Linked DNA regions of Hordeum vulgare: region 1 is linked to region 2. A link is a contact called in public Hi-C data. All regions are on one chromosome and are shown on one strand. The core of a region is the stretch at or near the end of the contact, and the rest is flanking DNA. Distances in the headings are between cores, read along the strand shown.

What was found. Hi-C and Micro-C count contacts between places; a contact is called where the count stands out from the background.
Region 1: a contact with region 2 is called in a Hi-C map of seedling, with 3 times the contacts expected there. The contact joins the enhancer-like site here to the promoter of LOC123397754 in region 2. A contact is called at or near these places in 2 of 6 Hi-C or Micro-C datasets (leaf and seedling) and 1 of 1 datasets of contacts at active chromatin or transcription factors (embryo).

What each region holds. Positions count from the first base shown.
Region 1 is chr5H:345,995,685-345,999,099 of MorexV3_pseudomolecules_assembly, forward strand. No RefSeq gene overlaps it. Among protein-coding and RNA genes, the nearest start is that of LOC123395685, 150 kb to the right of the region's middle. Within about 2 kb of position 2,112, at least 3 of the 3 cell types and tissues checked have open chromatin away from gene starts, as enhancers often do. A contact at or near this core is called in leaf and seedling, where this site is marked.
Region 2 is chr5H:345,551,722-345,555,042 of MorexV3_pseudomolecules_assembly, forward strand. It overlaps LOC123397754 (transcription factor MYB44-like), which reads right to left and starts at 1,404. Exons shown (of 1, transcript XM_045092290.1): 1 at 1-1,404. The coding sequence starts at 1,255. The coding sequence ends at 272.

The DNA.
Region 1 (3,415 bases), core at 862-3,361, 440 kb after region 2:
AAGTGGTAACCATGTGAAGAGGTTACATATATCAATATCATCTGAGGGATGAACATCCCATGTTCACCCTCCATGCCAAGTCTCTGACTTGACCCAGGTACATCTTTCTCACACCATCATCTTTTTCACACACGCACACTTAGTTTATGTGAAAACGTATGGACGTAGTTTAAGAAGGATTACCCAACTGTCCTTGACCATGGAAATGACTATTCGAATAATTTTACACTCTGTAGAGGTTGCGTGTTGTACCCACAAGACTCGGGGAACTTCTGTGTCATCCACGACTTGTGGTATATAACATACCCGAGGTAAGCACCCGAACAATGCCTTTCCCCTGACGGCACTAAACAAAGAGTCCACTTGATTGGTACCTAGCCCACAAGATGTACATCTTACGAGCCTCGCTCTAGATCATATCATCCATGCACGGACCAACGGTGTGCCCGGAACCTGTAAAAACAGCATGGTCGCCATACCCGGCACGACCCCGTCACGAGAGTGACCACACCACTACCGCCACTAGTATTGCAAGCTCTCTGCTCACGTCGACCAAGGTAATCAACAAAGCCCCGTCCCATAAGGGGTATCGTGGTCGCACATGTAAGGTTGGCACGGTCGAGACATCGTAAATCTCTCCTTGTTTTCAAAACCACACACACACAAAACCTTTTTCCGGTACACCACTTGTTTATCAAGTGGTCACCATCTCAACACCATCACCCTCGGGCATTATTGGCACCCGACGGGGTTTCCGAAAATCCTTTTAAATCACCTCCATGTTACGAACTTACCATCACCATGCATATACTCATCCTATGTGTAGCACTACTAGCAACATATCAACGTTTTTATGTGTGTAACCCTCATAGGTGGTAGGGTCATGCTCAAATGCAAGTGTTATCGAGGAACCATCGGAAACAACATACCGAGGGGTTTACGGATTCAATCATGATCACATGCATCGAAATCAAATAATAAACATGGCATGCATGAAAGTATTTTCTCAGACATGGTTAAAGGGATGTTTGCCTTGCTCTATAGGTCTCCGGGTCTTCGAGTTCTTCCGATTCAACTCCGAGTACTCCGTTTATTTCACCAACTATCATCGGAACAACAATTATAAGTCACACAACAAGAAGAAACACAAAGTGCTCTATAAATAGAAGTTTTATCACTCTTGGACACCTATGGCGAGAAGAAAAAGCCTAGAGTTGTTCTAAGGGATTTGGATCACCGGAGCTTTTTGAATGGTAGAAATGGAGGCATCACTCGCCCCGCAAAAATCTATAGAAAATATTCTGTTAAAAATGAGTGGAGGCACTCATTTAATAGGGTATGTTTTTAGAAACATTAAGAAGTGATTTCACTGGATTTGGAGTTGGTATGAATATTCTAGGGGTTTTACAATATGGAATAAATAGGAATAGGTGCTATTTATTTGATGCAACACAAATATGGTAGATAAAAATGTTGACTAAGGCTAGAACAATAGTGCATGATATTTGGGGTACCTATAAATTGGAATCACTCCATTTGGAGTTGATCTGAGTTCTCTAGGATTTTTACAAGGAGGATTTGAAACATTCAAATTTGGATTTGAATATTAACGCCACTAAAGGATTCTTTGGAAAAATGTGAATGCACATATTTGGGAAGGCAAGGATTTTTGGAGTATGTAGGAACTTGAATCATTAAATTAGGAGTTCATAATAAGTAATTATGGATTTTAGAAGTTCCTGTTAAAAGAAATGGGGGGAAACTTTTTACCAGGGGAGCTAAACTGCGCCTAGTGGCGCTCGGAGGAGGTGGGCCGGCTGAGTGCCTCTGTCTGGCGGGCAGCAGGTGGCGCAGGAAGCGCCTTCCTGGCAATGTGCCTTTTGTGCGGGGAAGTGGCCAGGAGGCTCCCATCTCCACTTACCATGCATGGGCCTGGCACGTCGGTCATCGACACGCGGGACTCGTCGGTCATCGACACGCGGGACTCGTCGGTCAGGACCGTTTTCTAACTCCCACTCGATGGGGAGAGACAGAGGAGGCGGGGCAGGGCAGCACCTAGCGCTTGGCCCTGTAGCCCCCAGTCGTCCGTGACATCACCCCGACCCCAGATGCGTGCGGGGCTAGGAGGCACGCTCGCCTGGGTGGTCTGCTCCCGCCAGGGACCACCGAGGCATGCAGGATATTAGCCGCGGTGGAGCAGTCATTGGTGACCGCGGGGGAATGGCACACCGAGAACTGGAGGGAGAAAACTGCATGAGGGAAGGGCCACCACAAACCTTGGGAGGCCATGGCAAGCTCGAGAGGAGAGAAGGGGCTCGGGGACGGTCGAATTCGAGCGAGGTCAAAACATGGCAATGGAGGCCACAGAAAGGCCTCTCGAGCTCGGGAGCTCCAATGGCTCAGGCACGCGACACTTGGAAGAGGGGGAGTGCCCTAGGGGGAGTCAGGGAGCTCGGGGGAAAAGAATTTAGCAAGGGGCGACGAGTGTGAGCTTGGGTCCGCTTAGGAGCGCTCTAGCACGGCTACCACACTCGTCGTAGCAACTTTGGAAGTTAGCTTGGAACGCACAGGGGCATGGGCGGTCAAAGGGAGGTCTTATGGCACGCTGGGAACCGCTGCCACAGCCGGACCTAAGCTGCAGCAAGAGAAATAGGTGTAGAGCACCATTATTGCATGCAGACAGCGTGGTCACCATGCCAAAGTATGTCCGCGCCCACCCTTTGGCCAGGCCAAGGTGTCCAGTGATACGTCTCCAACGTATCTATAATTTTTTATGGTTTCATGTTATTATCTTCTCAAACTTTAGATGTTTTGTATGCCTTTTATATATTTTTTGGGACTAACCTATTAACTCAGTGCCAAGTGCCAGTTCCTATTTTTTCGTGTTTTTGACCCTTTTCAGAGGAAATTTTAAACGGAGTCCAAACGGAATAAAACATCCGAAAAGATTTTTTCCAAAACAGAAGACGATTGGGAGACTTGAGAACCAAGGCAGAGGGTCTCCAGGGACCCCACAAGCCCTCATGGCGCGACTGGGGGGCCCGCGCCTCCCAGGCTTGTGGGGTCCGTGGGCCTCCTCTGCCCTAGCTCCTTCGCCTATATATTCCCTAAAATCCCAAAAAAATCACGAGAGCCACGAAAATACTTTTTCGCTGCCGCAAGCTTCTGTCTCCGCAAGATCCCATATGGGGCACGTTCTGGTGCCCTGCCGGAGGGGGGATTCGGATACAGAGGGCTTCCTCATCAACACCATGACCTCTACAATGATGCATGAGTAGTTCACCATAGACTTACAGGTCCATAGCTAGTAGCTAGATGGCTTCTTTTCTCTTTTGGATCTTCAATACAAAGTTCTTCATGATCTTCATGGAGATCTATCCGATGTAATCTTCTTTTGCGGTGTGTTTGTCGAGAT
Region 2 (3,321 bases), core at 154-2,653:
TCTCTCGACAGCCAACGAACTGCCATGATCGATCGATCGATCTCGAGCAAGGAAAACGAAACTAATCAAGACACATGGAACTAAGGAATTATTGTTGGGAAACAAGATCAAGATCTAAACAGGCCTTCTTCTTCTTCGCCTCTCCTCTTCACTTGCCGCCTCTTTCATTAATTGCTTCTCTTGAGTCGAGCAGGCAGGCAGACTGATCTTGGTTTGTTCTCGAGATGCTGCTTCTTGTTTGCGTGCTGGTACTCGATGTTGGCCATGGTCGTCAAGCGCTTGTCGGCGACCGGGGGTGGAAGCCGGACATGTAGTTCCGGACTTCGATCCGGATCATCTCCTGCATCATCGACAGGAACTCCCCGTTGAAGGGCGCCGCCGCGCGTGGTTGAGGCGGCGGGGGCGGCTGGAGATGGAACGGCATGGACGGGGGCGGCATCTGAGGCGCTGCGGCGGGCTGTACAGGAGCAGGAACAGGAGGTGGCGGCATGGGCATGGGCATAGGCTGCGCCACCGGGGCTGGCTCGGGCGCGTCCAAGCCGGGCAGGGAGAGCGAGAGCGAGAGGGACGTCGCCGGAGGAGGAGGAGGGGGCGGCGGCGGTGGAGACGGAGGCGAGGGCTGAGGAGTTGCCGTCGGGAGCACGACCACCCCGCCGGCCCGCGCAACCGGGCGGTAGACGTGCGGCTGGTGCGAGGCGGCGGACGGCATGACGGAGGGGAGGCTCTGGTGGCTGGAGTCGCTGAGGTCCGATCCCGACGGGCTGCCGGGGCTGAAGCAGAGCCCCGGGTACCCGTCGCTGCTGGTCCGCTTCAGCGGGCGGCGGTCGTCGTCGACCGCGTCATCACCGGGCGAGGCGGAGGCGGAGGCGGAGGCGGACGCCGAGGATGATGAGGAGTACTTGCGCTTGAGCGTGGAGTTCCAGTGGTTCTTGATGGCGTTGTCGGTGCGGCCGGAGAGCAGGCGGGCGATGGTGGCCCACTTGTTGCCGAACCTTGCGTGGGCGCGGAGGATGGTGTCGTCCTCGTCGGGGGTGAAGGGGCGGTGCTCCACCTGCGGCGAGAGCTGGTTGCACCACCGGAGGCGGCACGACTTGCCGGACCGCCCCGGGATGGACTTGCTGATGAGCGACCAGTTGCGCGCCCCGTGGCGTCCCACCAGCCGCTGCAGCGCGTCGTCCTCCTCCGGGCTCCACGGGCCCTTGATCCGGTCCACGTCCTTGCCGCCCCCTCCTCCTCCTCCTCTGCACGCCGCCATGACTCGCCGCCCGTAGATCGATCGATCGATCGATGGATGTACGTGTGCGTAGTAACCGCTCCCTGCTACGGGTGGTGGGTTACCGAAATAATGTGGTGGTGGTGGTGCGGTGGAGAAGTGGAGGGAGGAAGGAAGGAGACAGAGGAAGGATGGAGTGAGGGGAGCGGAGGGGGCAGGGGGAGGATATATACCTGGGACTGGAGGCGACGGTGAACGGGTTCCAGCCCAGCAGGGGAGGGAAGGGGGGGACGTGGGTACAGCTGGCCCCGGGACACGCGGCGTCGCTACCATCCCATATAAACGCTCCCCAACTGAAACCCGAAATGACTCTTCCTGCTCCAACGCCTACGTGTGGTTATGTTATGGACGGATGGATAGGGATAGGGATGGGGATGGGGAGGCAGGCGCAAAATAATATCTATCTATCTCTCTTCCCGGCCATCGCTTCCAACCGAAACGACCTCTGCTATTCATATTCATTTCTGGTACTATTATTTCTAGTAACAGATTCAAGTGACCGAGGAGTATGTAAGTATTTGTTGGGGATAGTAGGAATTTCCTGATTTTCGGCTTTTTAATCGGCGCGTATGGCGACGTGAGGATTTGTTTCGCCCAGCACAAATTTGAATCCCGCGCCGTCTCCATGCATGCCATGCGTCGCAAGCAAAACCGTCTCCGTCCGCGTCATTTCCACACGCACACGCGTGTGGCGCACCTTTCGCACAGGAAAATGCCTTGTCTTTTTTGCTACGTACCACTTAATAACCTGATTATGCGGAGTGCTACGTAGAGCAGAGTACATATCTAGCCTGGCAGTGGTAATTCGTTCAGTTCAGATACCATGCCAGATATCCTACGGTAACGTCTGAGGCATATAACGAGCTACCGGTTCCTGCTGGTATTTCGCTGTCTTTTTATCTTTCTTCCTTTCTTTTGGGACGTGATGACAGGCAAATAGAGGAAGGAAGGAAAAGGGAATTGGTGTTGGAACGGTGCGACGCTGCTGGTGAGTCGTCGTGGCCGTTGGGAGTTGAGGAGGCGTGGTCGCGGGATTGGGATCGGTGGCCCACCCCACCCCACCCCCAGTCCGCTCCACTGAACTGCAACCGACTGCTCCGAAACAAAACAAACCCGGCAAATTTAAAACCGGGGTGCATGGACGTGGTAGGGCGTCCGTCGTTGATGACGGACGCAGCGCCGTGCAAGCCGTGTTCCGGAAACGGTTTTGTTTCGATCTATCGGAAACGGATGTGTACGAAGGAACCACCCGTTGCCGGTGAGTGGAGGGCGGGCGGGCTTGCTTGCGTCCAATCTGCATGCGGTTGGTTGCTGCCCGCGCGTGTCCCCGTCCGAGGGATCGAGACGTCTCCTCCTCCCGCGATCCGACCACGACCGCTCTTCTTCCTCCCTCTCCTTTCCTTTCGTTTCGTTTGCGTTACACTTCTACCGGCCTGAGGGAGAATAGAGGAGAGCCCGACTAACTACCAGGACGGCACGCCGCAACTAACAGCAGCTGAAAAGCACCGCCATGATCGACGGGCCGCAACCTTCATTCCTCCTCTTCTCTTCTCTGGGTCGGTGACGGGTCTCACGTCTCAGCTATACTAGCTTATAGCGCGCCTGTGCTGTGCCGTGCTTCCTTCCTTGTGCGTCACACACACACACAGGCTAGAGCGATGCTCCGATTAATACTAACGAACAAACGCCCGGGATAGCTGCGTCAACCAACTTGTCGCGCGTCTCCATCCTATTCCAAACATCTGAAAGCCCAGCCTGCACCAACCGCCCCGCGCAATGACCGTCTCCAATTCCACATCTTAATCTTAAGCCTAACAAAAACAGCTATGGCTATAGTACCACTACTATTAAGGTGATACACAAGCTTTCCGGTTTTGGCAGCTAGCCCAAGCCCAAGCCCAAGCCAAACCGCGTCAAATCCAGACTCCCCCTATCAAATCCTAATAATAATCAACGCAAGTAGGAGTGCCATCATATTTTTGTCTCTCTGCGTTTGTTCCTCATGGACCCATGGCTGTGGCTGCACCTCGCCAGTCACATCGACGTTG